2 separate regions of the Rattus norvegicus genome follow, and region 1 is linked to region 2. The links are chromatin contacts, called in public Hi-C maps. All regions are on one chromosome and are shown on one strand. The core of a region is the stretch at or near the end of the contact, and the rest is flanking DNA. Distances in the headings are between cores, read along the strand shown. Region 1 has its middle 340 kb from the start of Psat1. Region 2 has its middle 430 kb from the start of Rnu12-2l.

What was found. Hi-C and Micro-C count contacts between places; a contact is called where the count stands out from the background.
Region 1: a contact with region 2 is called in a Hi-C map of Schwann cells, with 3 times the contacts expected there. The contact joins two enhancer-like sites. A contact is called at or near these places in 2 of 12 Hi-C or Micro-C datasets (Schwann cells and mammary epithelial cells).

Annotation. Positions count from the first base shown.
Region 1 is chr1:222,306,508-222,313,100 of GRCr8, reverse strand. No RefSeq gene overlaps it. Among named protein-coding and RNA genes, the nearest start is that of Psat1, 340 kb to the left of the region's middle. Within about 2 kb of position 4,925, at least 17 of the 93 cell types and tissues checked have an H3K27ac peak or open chromatin away from gene starts, as enhancers often do. A contact at or near this core is called in Schwann cells, where this site is marked.
Region 2 is chr1:222,139,482-222,146,233 of GRCr8, reverse strand. No RefSeq gene overlaps it. Among named protein-coding and RNA genes, the nearest start is that of Rnu12-2l, 430 kb to the right of the region's middle. Within about 2 kb of position 3,848, at least 5 of the 93 cell types and tissues checked have an H3K27ac peak or open chromatin away from gene starts, as enhancers often do. A contact at or near this core is called in Schwann cells, where this site is marked.

The DNA.
Region 1 (6,593 bases), core at 3,676-6,175, 170 kb before region 2:
GTTTAATTCCTTCTTGGAGATAGCTGTGTGTGCCCTTTGATTGCCTTCCATGGGATAACTTATACTGGTTGTCTCTGCCTATACTGTGTCCTCAGCTGCATCCCTGTCTCTTGACTACTCTGCGTCACAGTGTCTGGATTATTTCTGGCCTGCTTTGCCCAAGTTTTCCTGTTTGCTGGACAGTTGCTGGACCTAGCTCCCATTGGTGTGGAACATCCATTATTAAATGTTGAGAAATATTGTGAAGTGATTGTATATAGCACTTAGCACCAACATTAATAATTTGTAAACCTTATAGTTAATGAAATCATATAAAAAAGCAAACAATATGTATCTAAAGCTCATTTCTTTTTTGGGCTCTTTGGTCTTTATACTACAGAAAACACTGGATCAATGTCTCTCCACTCCCTGATGCAGTCCCTCATAGTGTGGTGACCCCAGCCATAAAATTATTTCATTGCTACTTCATGACTCTAATTTTGCTCCTGTTGTGAACTGTAATGTAAATATCTGTGTTTTCTGATGGCCTTAGGCCATTTGATCCCCCAAAGCGTTATAACTCTCAAGAACCTCTGCACTAGATAATTGTGGCACCTCTTCCTGTTTTCACACTGAGATAAGTCATAGCAAATGATGAAATCAACTCTCCCTCCCTCCCTCCCTCCCTCCTTCCCTCCCTCCCTCCCTCCCTCCTTCCCTCCTTCCTTCCTTTCCTCCTCCCCCCTCTTTTTCTCCCCTCCCCCACTCCCTGCTCCTTTCTTGTCACTTGTACAGCTGTTTTTGGCGGTTGGCCAATGGGAGACCTAGAAGGAGTTGCGAAGATGGGCAAAGAGGTCATAGTGTTTCATTTGCCTTTGGAGTCAATTTCTTGCTAATCTTTGAGCGACGTCACTGCTTTGCCACATGCTATTGAGTTGCTTACTTCCGGCAAGTGATTCTCTCCATTAAAAAGTGCTTGTCGGTGGGTGCTGCAGTGGGGGCCAGTGGGTTTGCCCAGTCAGTCAAAATAAGGTGCCTGCTCCCAGGCTGACAAATACAGTTCCATCAGCAGAACCCACATGGTAGGAGAGAACCGATTTCCAGAAATTGTCTGAAGTCTAAACACGCATGTGCATGAACACCCACCCCTCATGACACATTTGCACCTCATCCCTATATAAATACAGAAGCAGTGAAAAGAAGCACGTGGCCACTTTCCTTTCTATTGTCTGAACCTTGTCTCACACACATAGAAAACTATTTATACAAATGTGTTGTTTTGTTTTCAGTAGCATTTTCCACACACAACCTTACACACTCACAACAATAAAGCAATAATAGAAATGGAAGTTCCTCTGTTTATTTCAGAAAACAATTAAGGAGCCCAAAGGCTAAAGGCTTGTGGATGTCTCTGTAGTATGTTGTTGAAAACCAACACGTTTTCTAGGTGATACCAGGATCCATGAGCACCATGTTAATGTTCCAAGCAAGACAGAGAATTCACCAGACTTACTGAGGTCACCTAGTACATCTCTGAAGTCTGAGTTTTGAGTTGATAATTTGTGTGCTGCCTCTGATTCGATTTTCACTATGTTTTTTTCCTTATGGTGCCATGGTGGCTAAATGACATCTATAATTGGAAATTTGCTAAAAGATTGCATAGTTTTAAAATAGTGAATTGATTTTCTGAAAGCCAAATTGACAGTCTTAAAACAAAACAAAACAAAACAACAAAAACCAGGGTATAGACTGCCATGCCTGGGCTCCACCGATGAAAGTCCTTTAGCTTATCAGTTTATATATTGATCAAAGTCCACATGACCGTGGGACACAGAAGGAAGCTGATGCTGGGGGAGAGGACTTTCTTCCTCTTCTTATGGGTTTGTATAAGACAGAGAAAATGGATTTCATTTGGAGAATCAGTGAATAGTTCATATTTCCCCTCGTGGGGAAGTGTTGATTTTGAAAATGTGCTGAGATGGCTTAGAATATAAACCTGGCTCATATAGTTTCCTACCGTATAAGTTTCCTTTTGTACTTTGCTATTAAAACATTATGAAAGACTACTGATCAAATTTGCCTACACAGATACATTTACATTAGTGTATGATGTTTAATTATAAGTTAATGTATGCAGTCACAAAATATTTTGAGGTAGTATACTGATATCTGAATTGATAACCTTGCACAGCCCCTTATTAACATTACCAAAAGCCAGAGACGAGGAGACAGGAACAGATTTTGCAATGGTACGCCAGCAAGCCAAGCAGGCTGTCATAGAGTGCCATACTCACCTGCAACCACAAGATGGCGCTCAAGCCGTTGTGAGTTAGGTCTTTTGTTACCAGCAGAGTGACATTCCCATTTATTTTTACATGCTCTCCAATTATATATTAAAACTCGTGGAGGGTGGGTTGAAGGAGAGGAGACCCTGACTCTTTTCAGCCCATGTGAGGAAAATTGATGAATAATTCCTTTAGGTTTTCACAAACTAAGGCTGAGAATTCGGATACCATGAAATCCTTTGCCTCCTCAGTTTCTGGGTCACTGTGTCTACATGTCCACACTGGCCCGGTCTGATGCACAGTCTTTTACATAGAGTCAGCGTCTGCCTCCGACTCAAGTAATTTCCTGCCTACCCCCACTAGCAACATATGCAACAGACTGTTTCTCTAATATACAAAATGTCAAAAGATTGCTGCAAGGGTGCAAACAAGTCATCAGATGTCTATGTTTCCCCGGCAATTAAATAGTCACAACATGGCAGTCCAGAGAGAAAGCTTCCTGAAGTAACCGCGTGCAAAGGCAGTCACTGGCTTTGGGTGATGTTATTTATTGCCCTGTCTGTGGCAAGGAAAAGACATCCGCGAAGTAAAGATGGGAGATGCTGCAGTCTCTTGCTTTCCTATCAAATTTGCCCTAAATTTAAATTTAGACTTGTAGATTCTGACATGAAATGGAGGTAAGGCTTCTCTTATCATCTGACCTATGTCTAATCTAACCTATGGTTGACTGTGAGGTAGGGTGGCCTGTTATTAAAAATATTTACTGGGAAGTGGCAGACAGGAAGCAGGTGTGTTAACTCCTCCAGGAACATCTAATAGAAAGGTAACCTCTCGTTTCTCAAATTAATTTGGCAACAGCAGCAGAACTGATTTGGCCTTTAGGCAGCATGGGTTTCCTGACCGGCAAGGAATAGTCTTTCGCATATTAACGCAGTCAGTTTCCTTTTAGTGTAAGTTGCTTAGGGATCTTTGGTCTCAGTGGGCTGTGCCGAGGGTTTCAGGATGGGAAGCTTGGTGATCAATGGAACCAAACAGGAGAACCTGGATGGTGGTGAAGACAGAGAAAACCAGCAATCGAAATGGAGAGGGGAGGAGGTCGTATCTACAATGTGCAGCGTGGAGCTTGTTCTAGGAGAAGCCCCAGAGAATGTACTGTTTTGCCAGTGAATGCTCTTTCCGGCAGGATCAGACTGGAGGTGTAAGAATTTCGCTAAGGCGATTTTAAAAATGAATGGAAGGATGTATTTTGTATTATTGTTTTCCTATCAGTCCCGGCTCCATACATATATCACCTTTCTCTTCGAATTTCTCATTCATTCCCTCATTCGTTTTTGCAAATGTACCTGTTCAACTGCACTTCATTTTTATATGCAACAGAGGCCAGGTATTGTGGATTTGAGGTTGAAAAACATTTTGAGAACTTTTCAGATAATCATGGAACTCTTGCACACAAAAATTTATCTTTTATCTTATATAGTGGAAATGTTAAATGTTTCTATGTTTAGTATAAACAATATTAAAAGGCATCGACGTTTTAAACCAGAGATTCTCGGATTTTCAGGAACTACCCAAGGATTTGGCCAGCATCTAGTTCAGTAGGTCCAAGGTGGGCTTAAATGTTATGCTTCTCTCACTTGTACTTGGGGGATACTGACCTGCGGGGACCTCACATCGGGGACAGGGCTTTATTCTATGCTATTCTATGGCATGGTTTTAACATGGAAAGAGAAAGTTCCTACAGTGACAGAGGTCTCTAGTAGTCCAGGAGAGGTGTTCAGATAAGCCTAGCCTAGATGCTAGGCTGCTAGGCGGGGACTCTGTTGATGAGGCATCGTTTCCTGTTTCCTGCCACCTGACTGGAGTCTTGTGGAGCACACACGGTGTCCCGTGCACCAGGATGCAGGTTTTCTCCTAAGAGAGGAATCAATCATGGCCTGCATCACTGTTTTGAAACATCACAACCGAAATGGCTTTTATGTTGCTAAAAGAAGAAGAGGAGGACGAAGAAAAAAGGCACAGCTTTTGAAGGGGAAAAATAGTTTTCCGATAACCCCCATTAACTACAGGGGTCATTGTGGCAGAATGAATGGGGTTAGAAATCTGCTAAAAGCTGCAGTATATGGTACGCGGTGACTGACAAGCCTTTTGCTGAGTAGTTACAAATGGGACTAATGGTTTAAACTTGTTAGTCATTGTCAGAGCCTCTGATCCTTGAGTCAGCCATGGAAGCTATGGCAGAAATCGATAAGGCGCCACTTTCCGCAGTGAACTGCTCGACCATATAGATTGCCTGAAGGGAAATGCTGAGTTCCCTCCCAGGCTGTCAGATGAAAGTGGGCAGCTAAATCTCCAGGAAGATTGACCACATTGCTCAGGGCAATTAGGCCTTTCACCACTTTGAACAGCCGATTATAAAGGCATGGGGAAGGGGCAGAGGGCAGAAGCCATCTTGGAGCCTTCCGAGCTGGTGGGGCATTTCTTCCCTCCTGGGTTAAGACTTACATGTTGGGGGCTGCCACTGGCCTGGCCCCTCCTCTTTTCCTGTATTTCCTTCCCTTCAGCAGCTCCAACAGGAGGCCAGGCAGCCGTAGCCCTTGGTTGCTGATGGACTGTAACGGCAGCTGAACTCCATCAGTCCTCCTTGGCACAGCCAGGGCTTCCCAATGGGCTCAGTTCAAAAACAATCAGGTCCCATTGTTCAGGGCCTTTTTGGGCAGAGCCTTGCGAGGGTGCCAAAATCATCAGGGAAAAAGAAAGTGCTTGTTCTCCAAACAATGACAGACAAGCAGCAGATTGGCAGCAGGCTGTGAGGGGCCAAGTGCGGCCCTGCAGGGCTGGGCTCTGACAGGAGTCCATATTTCATGTACAGAAAGCTGCCCGGGTCCCTGCGGCCCAGATGTACCAGAGGAGAGGAGCCTTGGGAAGTGGCGAAGCTTTGCTTTTCTGCTTCAAGGCAAGGGGGAGTGGCTTCGCCTTGCCTATAACATTTCTGGCCTCCTGCTTCAAACACCAACTTGAATGCCTTTGGTTTCTACTGTCCCTGGTGCTGGGCGTCACCCCTTACCTACCTTAAATTAGACTCATGATTGACTTCTTTAATTTTCCTCTCCATTCCTTGCCAGACCTGGCTCCTTTGCCTGCGAACTTTAAGTTGCATCGTGAACCTTGGCCTTCTTGGTATTGTTTGCTGTCAAGAGGCTGAGAGGCAAGATCTGGTGAAATCATCCCTAATTACTGCACCGTGGGAGGGCCGTCAGTCCCAGCTTCGGACCACTCATTACCCTGGTCAGTGCAACTCCTGATGGAGAGTGTTGAAAGTCTGTTTTAGAAAGTTTGCTTGGCAGCTGGTGACAGAAAGAAGGGTTTGCATGTTAAAGGTCCAGATGTCAGGAAAAGACACTGACATTCTTTAGAAACAAAGGGTGGGTGTGGGACGCCATAGCTAGCTGAGGGTGGTCTCTTTCATGGAAGACACAATGGAGGGGGTTGCTGCCATTTTCTGTAGCAGCGAAAGAGGAGCTCTGGTCTCCAGGGCAGTTCTAATGGGTCATTTCTTGGCTTATCTTCAATTCACGATACAGCCATGGGATATCATCCATTATTAAGGAAGCTTCATTATTAAGTCACTCATTCACAGGATGGATTGGGAGTTGTAAAATGTAGAGCAGCAGAAGTAAGCCCTCTTGCGATTTGAGCTCAGGGTGAAGATACGTCCTCCACCGAGGCTGACAGTTGTTAACATACACACCAGTGGGGAGATGGCGGGTCACCATGCTCATGCAAAAGCATATGGGAGCCCTCTGCCACTTCACTCCATTTTTGCTGTGAACCTAAAACCGCTCTAGAAAGTAAATCCTGGGCACCGTGGCACACATGTAATTCTAATACCCAGGCACCCAGGGAGTAGAGGAAAGACGATGAGGATTTCAAGGCCAGCCTTGGCTACTGGGTGATTTCAGAGTCAGTCTCATGCTGTATAAAATCCTGTCTCACCCCACCCCAAACAAAAGGGGCGTGTGTGTGTTTGTGTGTGTGTGTGCTCACTGCATTAAGTGAGCATTTTTTTTCTTCTGCAAACCAAGAACACTTTTTAGGTACCCGGTGAATTACTTTAGACATATCCTTGACCACCAGGGAATTGTCTAGAACTTACAGAATTTTAAGACAAACTCAGGAAGACAATTGCTTTAATAATTTTCCTTTCAACAGAGAGTTTTAAAGGACAGCTCTACTGACAATGGCAGTGCAGGATTATAATACTGAGTCTTCACTCAACCCTGGATGGTTTGGAGCTCTGAATGTTAGTCCCTCTTCCTTTCCTGCAAATCG
Region 2 (6,752 bases), core at 2,599-5,098:
AGACCGCAGGGAAACAAATAACCCTATTAAAAAATGGGGTTCAGAGCTAAACAAAGAATTCACAGCTGAGGAATGCCGAATGGCTGAGAAACACCTAAAGAAATGTTCAACATCTTTAGTCATAAGGGAAATGCAAATCAAAACAACCCTGAGATTTCACCTCACACCAGTGCGATTGGCTAAGATCAAAAACTCAGGTGACAGCAGATGCTGGCGAGGATGTGGAGAAAGAGGAACACTCCTCCATTGTTGGTGGGATTGCAGACTGGTAAAACCATTCTGGAAATCAGTCTGGAGGTTCCTCAGAAAATTGGACATTGAACTGCCTGAGGATCCAGCTATACCTCTCTTGGGCATATACCCAAAAGATGCCTCAACATATAAAAGAGACACGTGCTCCACTATGTTCATCGCAGCCTTATTTATAATAGCCAGAAAATGGAAAGAACCCAGATGCCCTTCAACAGAGGAATGGATACAGAAAATGTGGTACATCTACACAATGGAATATTACTCAGCTATCAAAAACAACGAGTTTATGAAATTCATAGGCAAATGGTTGGAACTGGAAAATATCATCCTGAGTGAGCTAACCCAATCACAGAAAGACATACATGGTATGCACTCATTGATAAGTGGCTATTAGCCCAAATGCTTGAATTACCCTAGATCCCTAGAACAAACGAAACTCAAGACGGATGATCAAAATGTGAATGCTTCACTCCTTCTTTAAATGAGGAAAAAGAATACCCTTGGCTGGGAAGGGAGAGGCAAAGATTAAAACAGAGACTGAAGGAACACCCATTCAGAGCCTGCCCCACATGTGGCCCATACATATACAGCCACCCAATTAGACAAGATGGATGAAGCAAAGAAGTGCAGACCGACAGGAGCCGGATGTAGATCTCTCCTGAGAGACACAGCCAGAATACAGCAAATACAGAGGCGAATGCCAGCAGCAAACCACTGAACTGAGAATAGGTCCCCCGTTGAAGGAATCAGAGAAAGAACTGGAAGAGCTTGAAGGGGTCTCGAGACCCCAAAAGTACAACAATGTCAAGCAACCAGAGCTTCCAGGGACTAAGCCACTACCTAAAGACTATACATGGACTGACCCTGGACTCTGACCCCATAGGTAGCAATGAATATCCTAGTAAGAGCACCAGTGGAAGGGGAAGCCCTGGGTCCTGCTAAGACTGAACCCCCAGTGAACTAGACTATGGGGGGAGGGCGGCAATGGGGGGAGGGTTGGGAGGGGAACACCCATAAGGAAGGGGAGGGGGGAGGGGGATGTTTGCCCGGAAACCGGGAAAGGGAATAACACTCGAAATGTATATAAGAAATACTCAAGTTAATAAAAAAAAAAAAAAAGAAAAAGAAAGACAAAGGTGTAACATGAGAAAAGAAACCACTAAACACAGACACACGTAGACTCCAAAGTTGCCCTCATTTAACTCTTCATGTTAACTGTGCTTGGATTTTTATTAACTTCACTATTATTTCATATCATCATTTGTTGCTGTGAATCATGTCTGTCCATCCATCCATCTGTCTCTGTCTCTGTCTCTGCCTGTCTCTCTCTCTCTCTCTCTCTCTCTCTCTCTGTGTGTGTGTGTGTGTGTGTGTGTGTGTGTGTGTGTGTGTGTGTGCGCGCGCACACGCATGTGTGGATATTCAAGAACAGCTGGTAGGTGTCAGCTCTCTCCTTCTACCACGAGTATCCCAGGGATTAACCTCAGGCCATCAGACTGGACAGCAGGTACCTTGGTTTACCGGCCCAATTTTTGTTCTGAGTTCAACCTCATCACTTATCTTTCCCCTAAGAACTCTATAACATTGTTCATGATCATGTGGAATGTGGATTTTTTTCAGAGTCCAATTCTGAGTATAAATTAGACAACTACCTTACTGTATATTTTGAATCTGTAAAAGATTTTTGAGTGGTTTGTAAGGTTAACAGGAGGCAAAGGAAAAGCATAAAGAAGAGAGGTAAATTGAGCAGAGGTGCTATGAATGAAACTATATGCAGCCACCAGAACTAGTCACTACTGCTGATGCCAAAAAGTACTTGTGGACAGGAGCCAGGTATGGGTATCCCCTGAGAGGCTCTGCCAGAGCCCTACTGATACAGATGAGGATGCTTGCAGCTAGCCATTGGATTGAACAAGGGGATCCCAAGGGGGGAGTTAGAGAAAAGACTGAAGGAGCTGAAGGGGTTTGCAAACCCATAGGAAGAACAACAATATCAACCAACCAGACCCCACCAGAGCTCCCAGGAACTACAACCAATGAGTACACATGGAGGGACCCATGACTCCAGCTGCATATGTAGCAGAGGATGGCATTGTCCAGCATCCAGAGGAGAAAAAGCCCTTGAAGTCCTGTGAAGGTTTGTTTCCCCAATGTAGGGGAATGCCAGGGCATTGAGGTGGGAGTGGGTGGGTTGGAGTGGGAGCTTCCTCACAGAAGCAGAGGGAATGGGGAGAGATATGAGAGGGAAGGAAAGGGGGATAATATTTGAAATATAAATACATAAAATATCCAAGAAAAATAAAATTTAAAAATGTGGTACATTTACACAATAGAATACTACTCATCTATTAAAAACAATGACTTCATGAAATTCTTAGGCAAATGGATGGAATAGAAAATATCATCGTGAGTGAGGTAACCCAGTCACAAAAGAACACACATGGTATGCACTCACTGATAAGTGGATACTAGCCTTAAAGCTCAGAATACCCAAGATACAATTCACAGACCACATGAAGCTCAAGAAGAAGGAAGACCAAAGTGTGGATGTTTCAGTCCTTCTTAGAAGGGGGAACAAAAATACAGGAGAAAATACGGAGACAAAGTGTGGAGCAGAATCTGAAGGAAAGGCCATCCAGCGACTGCCTCACCTGGGGATCCATCCCACATACAGCTACCAAACCCAGTCACTATTGCAGATGCCAAGGAGTGCATACTGATATGAGCCTGATATAGCTGTCTCCTGAAAGGCTCTGTCAGAGTCCGACAAATACAGAGGTGGATGCTCACAGCCAACCATTGAACTGAGAATAGGGTCTGCAATGGAAGAGTTAGAGAAAAGACTGAAGAAGCTGAAGAGGTTTGCAACCCCATAGGAAGAACAACAATATCAACCAATCAGACCCCCCCCCCAGAGTTCCCAGGGACTAGACCACCATCCCAAGAGTACACAAGGGTGGACCGATGGCTCCAGCTGCATGTGTAACAGAGGATGGCCTTGTTAGGCATCTGTGGGAAGAGAGGCCCTTGGTCCTATCAAGGCCCAATGCCCCAGTGTAGAGGAATGTCAGGGCGGGGAGGTGGGAGGCAATGGGTGGGTGGGTGAGGGAGCATTCTCATAAAGGCAGGGAGGGGGGGATGGGATAGACAGTTTCTGTAGGGGAAACTGGGAAAAGGGATAAAAATATCCAATAAAAGAAAAGAGTAAAAAAAATGAAAACAAACTCCCTCCTTTGTTCAAGTACATAATCTCAATAAAGTCATTTGTTTACTCCCCCCAAAAAAATGAAAAAGAAAAAGAACAATACGAGACACAACACAGCTTTTCTCCCAAGGCAAGGTGAATAAACGGATGGAAGTGGTACCTTGCCTTTGCTTCTTCATGATAAAGCAGAAGGCAGCAGAGAAAAACATCATCAGAGCATTTTTTTTCATTTGGGGGTTAAACTAGGCCACAAGATCAAAACTTAACCTCATTTGAAAGAAACACCCTTGTGCTATGTGCAGTTCCTAGCATGTGCTCACACAATGTGGGAGGAGGACACATGGCCTCTGGAGTCAGAGGACTTGGTTTTCATCCCAGTTTGGCTGCTTGCTATTGTTCTGACCTTGGATGTGTAATGTGCCTCTTTAAACTTTGCTATGTCTGAGACACAGGGCTAATATTAACCGTCTCCAATGCATGAGGTAAGCACCTAACAATGTCATGTTTCTTTTTATTATTTCATAAAAGATATGGAAATGTAATTCAGATGGACAGGTTATTATATAGCACTTTTGAAAACCAAGGGCCATAACATTTGATTATTACCCAGGAAGGACATTGCTCTGGACACGTTGCTGTCTGGCTTAAGGTCTAGCATATGAAACCTCTGTATGAATAATGTCTGTCTTTGAGCAGAAGCTATGATGGATCTGTTTTGTGAATGCTTTGAAATCTGGTCAATAGACTGCTTTTCAGTGCTAATGACAATAGACATTGCTTGCTAGATCCTGGCCCTGAGGTTTACCACAGGATGTCTGTGGCTGGGATGTTGCCGGAGCATTCCAAAGCAGTAAATCCTGCCAGCTGGACAATGAAGCCTGTGGTCCAGTGGTGCTAGCCAGGATGCAGTCAGTGAGTACAGGTCTCTATAGGAAATTACACTGGAGGTCTGTGGGAGAAGCACCTGACCTGGAAGCTGCCTGTGTTTTCTTCTGCTGAATGAGGTCCCAACTGAGTTTAGGGGCCGTTGCAGGTTTGAGCCACCTAATCCAATTCGCTTACCTTTTTTTTTTTTTTTAACAGATAGGAATCTGCCTTTTGGAGTCTTGAATTACTTGATGGCAGAGGACAGCAGGTGCCAGAAAACAGAGAGCTGCCCAGGGAGACTGTGCTCCAGGCACTTTGGGCTTCATGTTTCATCTTGCCCACGCGTGTAAGGGCACCAGTGGCAGCCAGCGGCTGGTCTGCTCTGCAGGCTGTGGAGCCAGGGAGGCGAGCTCGTGCTGCTGCCATCTCAGAGCCACTTAACGGCTGCCACTGCTGTCGCTGTCGCCACAGAAATGGGCTGGCTGTTGCTGTCAGACTGATGGAGGGGTGCAAACCCACCAGATTTTATGACTGTTTTATATCCACTTTCAACCTTAAACAACTATATTAAGTGCTCTTTGGGCTAGGCTGAAAAGCTTAAGGAACCTCATTACAGAATTAATTATCATGGCATTTTATGAAGGGGAAAGATGAATCCAGCTGGGAGACGCCTGCCCTGATTGCTGCCGGGGCTAGTGTGACTTCAGTTACTGCCAGGGGTGCATTTTGTGGGATTGGACAGACATACTTTTCAAGACAGGAAAGTGGAAGGGGCAGAGAGGAAAACAACAATAAAATGCCACCGATCACTTTACTTTTTGAAATTGTAAATCACATATAATAAAAGAGAAATTGAAACACGAAGAGACAAAGACTTTATTTATTGTTGAGAGAGGGCTATTAGGATGCTGGGCTGTGTTTCCATGGCACTGTGGAGACATAAACAGAAAACACAGGCTAATGCATTCGGTTAGGCATAGATTTTAAAGTCTAATGTGCAATCTAAATATGTATCACATGTATTCTTGCTATTTATTTATCTATTATAGATCCACCGGTGAAGGGAGACTGCCTAACTAATGGGAGACTGTGATCCGTTTGTAAATATGCCTGCGAATTCAAACCTTCACCATTTGACTGATGTCTGTGGCTTTGCTGTGTTCTTTGTTGCCTGAGGATCACTTGTTAATCTACCCTTGCCTCTTCCAGACTTTGGGCTGTGAACACAAATGCTTTAATCCACCTTCCAGGCAGGTAACCTGAAAGCAGGGAGTGAGCGAAGTTAGTATGAGTCATGGCGAGTGACAAGGATGCAGGATACTGGCAAGCCCAAGCTCTTATCACTCACTCTCTCTCTCTCTCTCTCTCTCTCTCTCTCTCTCTCTCTCTCTCTCTCTCACACACACACACACACACACACACACACACACACACACACACACACACACACAGACTAGCTTTTCTTTCATGAGATCTGACACATTTTAAAGAGAATAAATCAACCTTCAATTTAAGATTACAGACTAAGAAATTGCTGTTTTGTGCAAATACATTAAAGTAGGCAGAGCCCCAGGAAAGCCAGGTTATGATGTCTGGTCTGTTGACTTTGCTATCAAACCTTTACCCTCCAGCTATACAAACTACCCACTGCACATAATGAGTCAATGTCCACGTAGAGCCAGAGTCCCTTGTTGTCTCCCTGGCTGCTGTGGCCCCATCTGCCTACTGAGTCTTCATAACTTCCAGCTTCCAGGCCCTGTGAGAAAAGCATCAAGTAGAGGGACATAGAAACAAAATTCCAAAGCACAAAGCGCCAGAGAGAACAGCAAGAAAGCAACTGCTGGAAGCAGAGCCAGGTCTGGTAGAGCCCAGACCTAAAAACAGTATGGATACCTCTGAAAGGACTCATTATCCAGGCAGCTACTCACACAACCAGTACTCATTAGGCTTAGGGAATGTGTAGAGGAATGGCTGCCTACCTAAAGTCAACTGATACTATTAGGGTCTACCACAACTTTTAATTCCAGAAGTTTGCCCACCATTTTTCTATAGGAGGGTCGGGAGCAGAGTAGGCAAGGGGGCCGTGTTCTATGCTCTATTATAAGTAAATCAAATGCTTCAGAAAGACTGTATTTTTTTCCAATACCCAGGTGTAAATTCCATTTTTGGTATTTAGGTTCATTGTTGGGTATAGGCTGGCTCTGAAACACAGCCTAGGACTTTGGAGATAGAAACACAGTCTGTATTGCTTGCAATAAAATGCTAAATTAAAAGTAAATATGATCTTGCATATAGCATGTTTTCTCTATCTCTAAAAATAGAGTGGATTGATTGGAAATATATAAATAGATGAACTAAAAACTCAAAGAACTACCAGAAACCCTCCACTGGATTAGATTTTCTATTTCTTTTACTTGGCTTCTTGACA